Linked DNA regions of Zea mays: region 1 is linked to region 2. A link is a contact called in public Hi-C data. All regions are on one chromosome and are shown on one strand. The core of a region is the stretch at or near the end of the contact, and the rest is flanking DNA. Distances in the headings are between cores, read along the strand shown. Region 1 holds the start of LOC542521 (calcium dependent protein kinase14). Region 2 holds the start of LOC100273040.

Region 1 (5,498 bases), core at 947-3,446, 350 kb before region 2:
GCGGTCCACTTGCCACCGCAACGAGGAAACGGAGAGCTGGGAAAGGGGAGCATTACGCAGCGGAGAGGTGATCAGCTGGATGCCATGGCGATCGTGCTCCTCTCCCGCCTCGTCGTGCTCCTCCAGTTGGTGGACGGACGACGCCATGATTGGGTTGGGACTTGGGAGTTATGACTGGGACTTGGCCGGCTGACAGTGGCAATAGCAGCTGCAGGTGTTGCCGTGCTGGGCTCCTTTCAGCTGACTCGTCTGCTCTGGCATTTATTACACTACAGATCGTGCTCGATGGGCCCCCTCTCCCCACTGGCCACTACTACAATAGCTATCATATACCAAAGGCCACTAGTTTCTCCCTACCTCACCAATAAAACTTGAACCCCAAAAAAAAACCAAGCACTCCTTGTGATACGAGAAAGAACGACGTCCACATACATGGAATGAAAGGCTACAGAGCGCTGAGTTTATCGATGGCAATAGCAAGTGTCTCTTTTGCTTCTGAGGACATGCATAATTTTTTTTGTGGGAACAGTCTAAAAGGCGCCGCCTGCTCGTTCTCCCTTCGATGGGCTGGAATTTGCTCTTCTTCAGACGATCGTGGGCCGTCCGTCGGCCCAGGAAAGAAAAAGGAGCAGAATGTCGTGTGCGGCTGCTACGTACGGACACTCGCAAAGGCTTGTACGTAGGTCCTGAACTTTACCTGAAAACACGACAATGTAGCAGGAGTACCGTGACGGTGAACCGCCAACAGCTCCAACAAGGCCGACAGAAAGACCGTCCCGTTCTGAAAAAGTAGCCAACGCCAACTAATCCCACCCGCACCGGCTGCAGGTCAACCGGTAGTTTGTTTGCCCTAACTATTAGGAACAGGGGTAGGGCTGGAAACGATCCCAGCTCAGCTCGCCTCGACGTGGCTCGGTGCAGCTGCGAGCCGGCTCGGTCATATTGCGAGCCCACCCGAGAGGCTCGGCTCGGCTCGGTAATTGCTTGCGCTAAATAGCGTTTAGAATATAAATTATTTATATATTTTTTATTATATCTAAGATAAAAAAAATTACGTATAATATATTTCTAGACTACAATATAAGCGTATCACATATCAAGTCCAAGAAATTTTACAAAATAGTTCAAAACATAATAATAATATGATATAATAGTATACTTGAGGTTGTTAACTTGACTCGCGAGCTGGACCGAGCCGGCTCGGCTCTCAGTTCTGGCGAGCTGCAAAACTAGACTCGGTTCTGGCTCGCGAGCCGACTCAAGCCTCACCGAGCCTCAATCCATATGGATTGAGGGAGATTGATGGGATTTCAATACTTAGCAAGTAAAAATCTCTCTCAATCCGTATCAATCCTGTCACAAGCTCTAAATTGGGCGAGAACCGGTAGTTGTGAGGGGGAGCGACCCGCCCCCGCCGCTCACGACACGTGTCTACGCGTAAACACTTGGACGCTTTTGGGAACTGCTTGTTCTTGCTTGTGTCGTCGTGTAGTCTAGAGATGGATTTCGAAGGAGCAAAGGGAAAACGGAGGAGATATTTTTCCGTGGGCGACCGTTCAGCTGCTGACGCGTGGACCTGCACTGCACTTGCGGAACAAGAGGAAACGGCGGCCGCCGTTAGATCAGGACCAGACGTGGTGATGATAGGCTGCTCGCGAAACAAAACACGAGCGCGCTCTCTCTCTCCCAGCCGTAGGAAGCATAAGCGACCGACGTCACATCACACGGTTACATTTTCTCCCTTTTTTTTCCTCCGCAAAGGAACCACACCCGCGGCGCCAGCCATGGCAGGTCCCACCCACGACGTACTTGGCCTGGGAGGAGAACCGGAGAAGCGAAGCAACGGCAAAGAAAGGCCGCGGCACGGATTTTTAAAATCCACCCAAAGTCCAACCACTAACTAGTACACCCACCTAATTCGAAATCAGACCCGACCAGACCAACCACACGTTGTTGGAACAAATTCAATTCAACTCAACCCTCCCCCTGGCAATCCTACTCCTGCAAAATTCACCCAAAAAAAAGGGAAACCGAGCTCTTATGCCAGAGCAACGGCCAACGGGGTTATTGAATAAATAGACATTTAAAAAAATGGCGAAATAAGGAGTGGATAAACAAGGCTTAACCACATGATTAGCGGGGGAAGGAAGGGCTGCTTCTGCTCCTGCTACTTGCCCCCTCTTATCAGAGAGAGTGGTGTGGTGGCGCCTCCCCACCATCACCACCAGCCAGCACCACCCCTCCTGCCCCTCTGCGCTGGCGGGCCGAGCGCCGCGAGCGAGCTGGGCCGCGGGCGGAGGAGGAGTCGAGGCTGACCGACCCCGCGGCCGGCGGCGACGAGCGGACGCAGGTGAGTGCGTTTCTCTGTTAATTCCTAGCCTCCACCCGCTCCTTCGAAGCCGGGCGCGGCGGTTACGGGGGCCGTCCCGTGCGAGACGCGGCTCGATCTGCGCCGCGCGCTCGGCCGGGGGGGGGGGGGGGGGGGGGGGGGGGGACGCCGCTGGTGCGCGCGGCTCCGGGTACGGGCTCGCGGTGTGGGGATTTTGGATTTCCGCCGCGGGTGTTGCTTTGCTCCGGGTCCCGAGCTCGCGGGGCTGCGGTGTTGGATCTGTGTCTCTTTTGCGGGGGCAAAGCCGCGGTTTCGGGCGGGGCTTGGAGAGCTTAACGGCCTTGCTGTTTCTCTTTTCGTCGCCGCAGATTCGGCAGCCGTGCGCGGAATGCCCGTGGAAGGAGGGGAGAGAGGGAGGGCGCAGGCGCAGCTGAGCTGAGCTGAGCCCGCGAGGTTCGCGGTCTGCGGTGCGGCGGCAGAGGTCTCGCCAGCGCGATGGCCAGCGGCGGCTCCTCCAGGTACAGCTCGTACAAGGCGCCGGGGCTGCGCGGCGCGCTGCTGGAGGCGGCGCACGTGTCGTGCCTCGAGGACCGGTACGCGCTGGGCCCGCAGCTGGGGTGGGGCCAGTTCGGCGTGATCCGGTCCTGCTCCGACCTGGTCACCGGCGAGGCGCTGGCCTGCAAGTCCATCGCCAAGGGCCGGCTCGTGTCCCCCGACGACGTGCGCGGGGTCAGGCTGGAGATCGACGTCATGGCGCGCCTGGCGGGCCACCCCAACGTCGTGGGGCTCAAGGCCGTGTACGAGGACCGCGACTCGGTGCACCTCGTCATGGAGCTCTGCGCCGGCGGCGAGCTCTTCCACCGCCTCCACGAGCGCGGCTGCTTCCCCGAGCGCGAGGCCGCCGCGCTCTTCCGCCACCTCATGGAGGTCGTCGCGCACTGCCACGCCAAGGGGATCGTGCACCGCGACCTCAAGCCCGAGAACATCCTCCTCGTCAGCAGGTCGCCCCAGTCGCCGATCAAACTCGCGGACTTTGGACTCGCCACCTACACCCAGCCTGGTACAGCTACTTTTTGTGTTGTGGGAATGCCCGATTGACGATCTAATCTAATGATCATGGTGATTGCTTTTGTCGTCAGGCCGAAGCTTGAGCGGCATGGTAGGCAGCCCGTTCTACATTGCGCCGGAGGTGCTCTCCGGCGGGTACAACGAGGCCGCCGACGTCTGGAGCGCGGGGGTCATACTCTACATCCTCCTCAGCGGCATCCCGCCGTTTTGGGGCAAGACCAAGTCCAAGATCTTCGACTGCATCAGGTCCATGGAGCTGCGGTTCCCTTCTGACCCATGGGACAGGGTTTCTGATTCCGCCAAGGAGCTCGTCACCGGGATGCTGCGGCGCGACCCTAGGCTGCGGCTCACGGCCAAGCAGGTTCTAGGTGAGTGAGCCACGGATTCATTTCAGTTTGAATTTTTGCAGTCCTTTGCTTCATGTATCTTTTTCATCTGGGCTCGTGATTAATTCCTGCATATAGGTTCACGCTGCCCGCCATAGGTAGAGTTAGAAATCCATGAAAAATATATGTCCAATTAACCTTGTTTACTTCCTCCAAACTTTTCCATTTTATTTGCTTGTTTACGTTGCAAATCGAACAAGGCATCCCCAATCTTGTAGATCTGCCGTTACCGAACTGAGATTTCAAAAACTCCCCTTCCTCTTCTTCAAGATTCATGGAATCTAGTCTGCTCTGGCTGGCCATGTGGCAGTTTTCGTTCTTGTGATCTAAGCAAATGTTTCCTTCCTACGCAGAGCATCCGTGGATGCAGGAACACGCGGACCCACAAGACTCGTGCGGGCAGTGCCACGAGACCGGCCTCCAACGGGAGGGCGCCGGCTCGTGCTCCTTCTCCACGCCGTTGGCGTCGCGGAGCAGGGACGTGAGCTTTGACACGCGTGGCCCCATCGCGTGGAGGGGTGGGGGCGAGGACGAGGCGACCTGCTGCTCGCCCACGTTCGCCGCCGTCTGCAGGTCGTCGTTCTCGGCGTTCATCACCGACCCGGCCCCGCCGCCCTGCTCGGCCTCCTCCGCCTTGGGTGGCTCTGGCTTCTCGTTCGGTGAGCCCTGCGAACCACTTGACGGAGGAGGAGGAGGAGGGTTCCCGATGCCCATGGCTTCCATGCCGAGCTTCTCGTTCTTCTGCGCGCGGGACAGCAGCGAGCCAGCTGAGCCACAGCCGGTCGCTGCCTCCTCGACTCCGAGGACGGCGAGGGGATCCACGCCACGGGGCGTCAACGGCAGGCGGAACCACACGATCGGCGGCGGCGGGCGGGAGCACCTGGACGTGGCGGTGGAGTCTGTCATCCGCTGGGCGTCGTGCACCAACTTCTCCACGGCGCCCTCACTTCGGGCCTCCCTCGTATGCTAGCACTAGCAACGTCGTTCCGCGCGCCGGCGCCGCCAACGCCGGGCTGAGGGTGAGGAGGAGAATTCCGACGAGACGAGCGGTAGAGAGTGTGCAGTAGCCTCGAATTGTATAATATATATACAGACACAGTGCTGTTATAGTGGTGATGATAGATTAGAGAGTGAAGGTGAAGTTGCTACGGAGGGATGGATGCATGGAGATGGAGAGCGAGTGGCAGAGCTGGAACTGATGTGTTTTATTCTTCGCTGTCACGCTGCTGGTCAGATAAGATTTGGGAACGCTGCTGGTCAGATAAGATTTGGGAACACACCTGGCGACGGAGAGAGAAGGCGTCTGATAATTTGATATGAACAAGAAGCAACAATGTTCAGGATGCATGGCCAGGCCACACATAAAAGGACTGTTTCAGTTTGTGTGTCAGATCTGTTTTCCACCAAGAAACTGTCTAAACAAAAGGATCACGTCCAGACACTCCATCGAAAAATAACTAAAGACTTCCTGTTGAAAAAAAATCATTGCAGATACCATGCGAGACTTTACTTGGCATGTTTTCTCTGTTTTTTTAGAAAAAAAATGGATGGATTCATCAGCTTCTGAACAGTAATAAATCACGCACGCAATGTTCAAGCCACTAGCTTCCAACGAGTAAATCAACGAACTGCGGATCGGTATCGGTATATTCAGAAGCCAAAAACATTCTTGAGTTTAGCTATCAGTGCATAGTGATCTCAGTACATACAACAGA
Region 2 (5,252 bases), core at 1,241-3,740:
AAAGGGAAATGTGCTCTTGGGCCATTTCTAAGTATTTTGGTGATTGAGTGCCAACACAAGTGCTTAAAAGTGAATTTATGCTCATGGATGAACAAAGTGCAAATCAAGAGTAAAGGTATGTTTCTAAGCCTTAGTACATTGGTTTTGTGTACTAATATACTTGTCTAAGTGTTAGAAACAGAGATGAAGAATAAAAGAAGAGAGGTGCAAAAGACTTGGCTGTGTACAGCCAAGACTCAGCTCAGTCTGGCACACCGGACTGTCCGGTGGTGCACCGGACAGTGTCCGGTGGTGCACCGGACAGTGTCCGGTGCGCCAGGCTGACTCGACGTGAAGAGGCCGCTCTCGGGAATTCGCCGACGGCGTACGGCTAAAAATCACCGGACTGTCCGGTGTGCACCGGACTGTCCGGTGAGCCAACGGTCGGCCGAGCCAACGGTCGGCCGCGGAATCTGCGCGCGACACGTGGCTGGGCCAACGGTTGGAAGGGGGCACCGGACTGTCCGGTGTGCACCGGACATGTCCGGTGCGCCAACGGCTCCCAGATCTGCAACGGTCGGCTGCGCTGTTTAAGGAAAGGAATCGGGCACCGGACAGTGTCCGGTGTGCACCGGACTGTCCGGTGCACCCGACGACTGAAGGCAAGAATGGCCTTCCAGATTTGCTCTCAACGGCTCCTAGCTGCCTTGGGGCTATAAAAGGGACCCCTAGGCGCATGGAGGAGATATCCAAGCAACCTTAGAGCATTCTTGATCATCCACACTCAGTCTTTGCGCATTCGTTTGTCATTCTAAGTGATTCGAGCTCTGTTCTAGTGAGAACGTTGAGATAGTCTTTTGAGCTCGATTCTTGGCCGTGTGTGTGCGCATTTTGCTGTGGATTTGTGTGTGTTGCTTCCCTCTCTTACTCCGTGCTTCTTTGTGAAATTCAATTGTAAGGGCGAGAGACTCCAAGTTGTGGAGATTCCTCGCAAACGGGAAAAGATCAAAGTAAAGAAGAACACCGTGGTATTCAAGTTGATCATTGGATCACTTGAGAGGAGTTGAGTGCAACTCTCGTCCGTTGGGACGCCACAACGTGGAGTAGGCAAGTTTTATACTTGGCCGAACCACGGGATAACCACCGTGTCATCTCTGTGATTGATTTCTTGTGGTTATTGTGTTTTGACTCCTCTCTAGCCACTTGGCAATTATTGTGCTAACGATTAACCAAGTTTTTGTGGCTATAAGTTTAAGTTTTACAGGATCACCTATTCACCCCCCCTATAGGTGCTCTCATTAAGCAAAGACTGAGTTCTTCCAGATCTATCCTTTTCTTTCTTAGCAGGGCAAACATCCAAGTGTCGGATCAAATGGCCAGTTCCAGATGAAGATTTAGCAGACATGCTATTCTTGCAGTGAGACAAATGGCAGATACTCTTACCTCCTTACCATTTTGCATCGTAGTTACCTCCTCAAAGTGCAGCCATACCTTGGAGGTCGGACCTCTCCTTCTAGAACGTTTATCAGGCATAGGGACAGAAGTGCTCGCGTCGGTCGTCGGGCTTGTGGAGCTCGTGTGCGTGTCTGTTCCCCATCCCCGTTTGTGCACCGGCGCCGTCCAGATCGATGGCACCAGCTGAGGTGGTACCAAGGAGGAGGCATTGTGCATCGTCTGCCTCGTTTTGTGCTTCAAGCCGCCGCTCCTCGACCACCGCATCGAGACTGAGCTCGTCATCAGCCGAGTCCGTGGACATGGCCACCGCCTCGGTCGGCTTCTGTGGCTCCTCACGGCGCGCGGCGCGCACACACACACACGGTGCACACCTCAACGAATCGAAGCACAAGATCAAGAACAAGAAGACTAGGAGTAAGAGAGAAACCGAGATCAACAAAGGAAAACTAGTAATCCACCAAAGGAAAACAAAGGAAAACTTACCTGCAACACCGGAGCACCGGATCCACCAAGCAGACGTTAGAGGCAGAGGAGCGAACTTGGCGCAGATCAAGTTTTAGGGTTAGGGTTAGCGAGGGAGAGATGTAGAGAGTTCATAGAGAGGACGAAGCAAGAGAGGAGAGGAGAGGAGCAGGACACGAAGACTAGCAATAGCGACTTGCCGGTGTACAGCTCTGTCGACACCAGAGGCGAGGCCGTACGAGAAAGCTCTGCGGAGCGCCGACTCAGGAGACGGAGAGACCGAGAGAGAAGAGATCAGAAGACACAAGACAGAAGCTAGGGTTATGCGCGACGCAAACGACATGGCAAGGGCCACGGGGTAGTTTCCCCTTTTTAGCGGGCCGCCGCCGTGTCGCTAGCTTACACGGGTCGTGCTCGTGCCAACACCGCGGGCCGACCTTGCATCGGGGCGGGCTAGTACGGGCACGGCAACTGTCGTGCCAGGCCAGGCCTAAACCGTACTTCGCCGTGCCGGACGTCGGGCTACACCACGGGCCGGGCCGTTTTGGTTATGTATAGTCACACGACTTCATTGCCATTGTCAGCACATTTGATCCACAGAAAAAAAAATGCATGTTTCAGTTCTGAACAAACAAGTGCCGGCCTGATGTGATGCATGCCAAACCGAGAATGCATCAGCAGACGAATCAGATCTACCAGCCCCTGCTCCATCGTCAAACGAGTAACCTGACAGCTGCTTCCGCTCCTCCTCTTCCTCTGTCCGTGTATCCAAGCAGAGGTGCACTTCGGCCTAGGAGCACCGAGCACAGGAGAGAGCCAAGAAGAGAGGCGGACGGAGGGAGGCGCCGTCGACCGAGGAGATGGCGTCGGGGTCGGACTCGCGGACGGCGGCGGACCCGTCGTACCCGCCGTTCCCTCTCCTGGAGCAGGACGACGAGGGCGGAGGCCACGTTCACGAGCAGGAGCAGGAGGCCCGGCGCGGGGGCGCGCTGGAGCTGCCGACGGTGGACCTGGAGGCGCCGGGGGAGGCGCTGGCAGCGGCGTGCCGGGAGCTCGGCGTGTTCCGCCTCGCGAACCACGGCGTGCCCGCGGCGCTCTCCGCGCGCCTCTTCGCGCTGGCGCGGGCCGCGCTGGCCGGGGCGCCGTTCCGCGACAAGCGCGCGCAGCCGGGCTACTTCTGGGGCACGCCGGCGCTCTCGCTCCGCGTCCGCGACGTCAACTGGGTCGAGGGCTTCCACGTCGCCCTGGGCGAGGCCCAGCAGCAGCAGCAGCACGCGCCCGTGCCGCCGCCGCCGCTCGGCGACCTGCTCGGCCTCGCGAGGGCGGAGTACGGCGCGCACATGACGCGGGTGGCGCGGACGCTCTTCGACGCGCTCGCCCCCGCGCTGGGCCTCGGCGCGGCCCAGGCGGCGTCCTACCTCGCGGAGCGCGACGGGTTCCTGCGGGTGTACCGCTACCCGCGGTGCCCCGAGCCCGGGCGCCTCGGCATGGAGGCCCACACCGACAGCTCCGTGCTCTCCGTCATCAACCAAGAGGAGGGCGCCGGCGGCCTGCAGGTGCTCCACGGCGGCGCGTGGCGCGACGTCGCGCCGGCCGCGGGAGCCAGCACGCTGCTCGTCAACCTGGGCGACATGGCGCGGGCCATCAGCGGCGACGCGTACCGCAGCGTGCGGCACCGGGTGGCGGCCAGCCAGGCGGCGGAGAGGCTCTCGCTCTGCTACTTCGCCTTCCCGCGGGACGATGCCGTCATCACCTGCGGCGCCGGCAGGTATAGGCCCTTCACCTACGCTGAGTTCCGGGAGCAGGTGCAGGCCGACATCAAGGCCACAGGATCCAAGGTCGGCCTCGAGCGCTTCCTTCTTCACCACTAAAAATTCCATCGAGACGAAGCTACGGTGGGAAGCCACGTACGGGATCCAAGCTCGGCCTCGAGTGCTTCCATCGAGATTCTGAGACGTTTTTTTTTCAGACTTCCACTCGGGGAGCAACGGACACAAAATCTGGTGTAATTTGCAAGCTGCTCCTGATCTTTTTTTGTTTCTTCTTCTTTTTCCTCTTATAAACAATGTTTTTTCTTTCTTTCTTTCTTTTTTCTTGTCTACTTTGTAAAACTCGCATTAGTTTTTAAATATATAGTTTACTGTAGGGGCTACTCCGGTTCCAAAAAAAAGTTTGAAGAAGATGAGCAACTCCAAGACTAGATATATGATTCTGTAAAAGTAAATTTAGCTAATCTCTACTACTCTTAAGAAGATACCGTAGGAGTCCACAGTAGCGTGGCGCACGGTTCTGCCCTGCCTCTACCTCCGACATCCTCCCCTTGCTCCGCTCTTGGTCGCGCAATCCCAGGAAACCTCCATCGCCGCCCCGCTATCATCGCACTATCCATCGCCGCCCCGCCATCATCGCACTATCCATCGCCGCCCCGCCATCATCGCACTCGTGCCCGCGCTGCCCCTGCCCCGTCCCTGCGATGCCCGCGGCCACAGCGCCCCCTCCACCGACGCGCCCTACGCGCCAAGACCACAACGCCTGGAGCAAGGGGAGGATGTCGACTTTGCATGGCACCGGAGAGGGCGGCCCCTGCGTGGACGCGGCCCCCGGCCTCAGCCCCGATGGCGGCGCGCTGCCCCACCGGCGCGAGCGGGCGCGACGCGGCCCCCACCCGACGGCGCGGGCGAGGCACGTGGCCCTCCCGGCGGGGCGGACGCGGCCCCTGGTCACAGCGGCGGCGGGCGTGACCTCTGGCCCCGGCGTCGGCGGGCGCGCTCTCCTCTCTGTCGCGGTGAGAGCGGCGGGTGCGCTCTCCTCCCCGTCGCGGCGAGGGCGAGGCACACGCCCCCTGGCCACAGCGGCGGCGGGCGCGACCCCTGGCCCCGGCGTCTGCTGGCGGTGGCATTGCCGGATCTAGCAATCTCTGGCGGCGGCCTGCGCATTTCTGTGGCCAATCTGCGCGCGGGTGGTCATGTCTTCCGTGGTGTTGCTCGTCGGGCGGTGCGGACTGGTGCGGTGAGGAGCGTTGCTCTGCGTTGTGATCCAAACGAGGGGGCGGGGGGCTGCACGACAGGTGTTCGACGAAGGACCCAGTCCGAGCCAGCCATGAGGGGCTTCCCTCCCTGTTTTGGCAAGAGCGGCGACCATCAACTTATGCAGTCATCTGTAATTGGTCAGGTAATTCCCAGCTGGTTGTAGGCGCCGGCCGCCGTCAGGATCTCGGCGTAGATCCAGATGATCACGACGGTCACCAGCACGGGGCACCGGCTGAACACGAAGCTCCCCTTAGCGAACACGTGGGAGGCGTACTGCAAAGGCGAAAGCGGGTGTCAGTTGCTGCAGCAGCCGTACGGTGGAGTCAT

The links. A called contact is a pair of places that touch in the nucleus more often than the background predicts.
Region 1: a contact with region 2 is called in a Hi-C map of leaf, with 5 times the contacts expected there. The contact joins the promoter of LOC542521 here to the promoter of LOC100273040 in region 2. A contact is called at or near these places in 2 of 25 Hi-C or Micro-C datasets (leaf and leaf mesophyll).

Annotation. Positions count from the first base shown.
Region 1 is chr6:72,047,446-72,052,943 of Zm-B73-REFERENCE-NAM-5.0, reverse strand. LOC542521 (calcium dependent protein kinase14) reads left to right here and starts at 2,196. Exons shown (of 4, transcript NM_001301763.1): 1 at 2,196-2,350; 2 at 2,698-3,389; 3 at 3,469-3,765; 4 at 4,137-5,128. The coding sequence starts at 2,825. The coding sequence ends at 4,753. It overlaps LOC100383021 (Oligopeptide transporter 7), which reads right to left and starts at 233. Exons shown (of 7, transcript NM_001361344.1): 1 at 57-233. The coding sequence starts at 147.
Region 2 is chr6:71,696,243-71,701,494 of Zm-B73-REFERENCE-NAM-5.0, reverse strand. LOC100273040 reads left to right here and starts at 2,490. Exons shown (of 1, transcript XM_020539749.3): 1 at 2,490-4,091. The coding sequence starts at 2,757. The coding sequence ends at 3,767. It overlaps LOC103629410 (nucleobase-ascorbate transporter LPE1-like), which reads right to left. Exons shown (of 5, transcript XM_035959936.1): 5 at 3,944-5,198. The coding sequence ends at 5,064.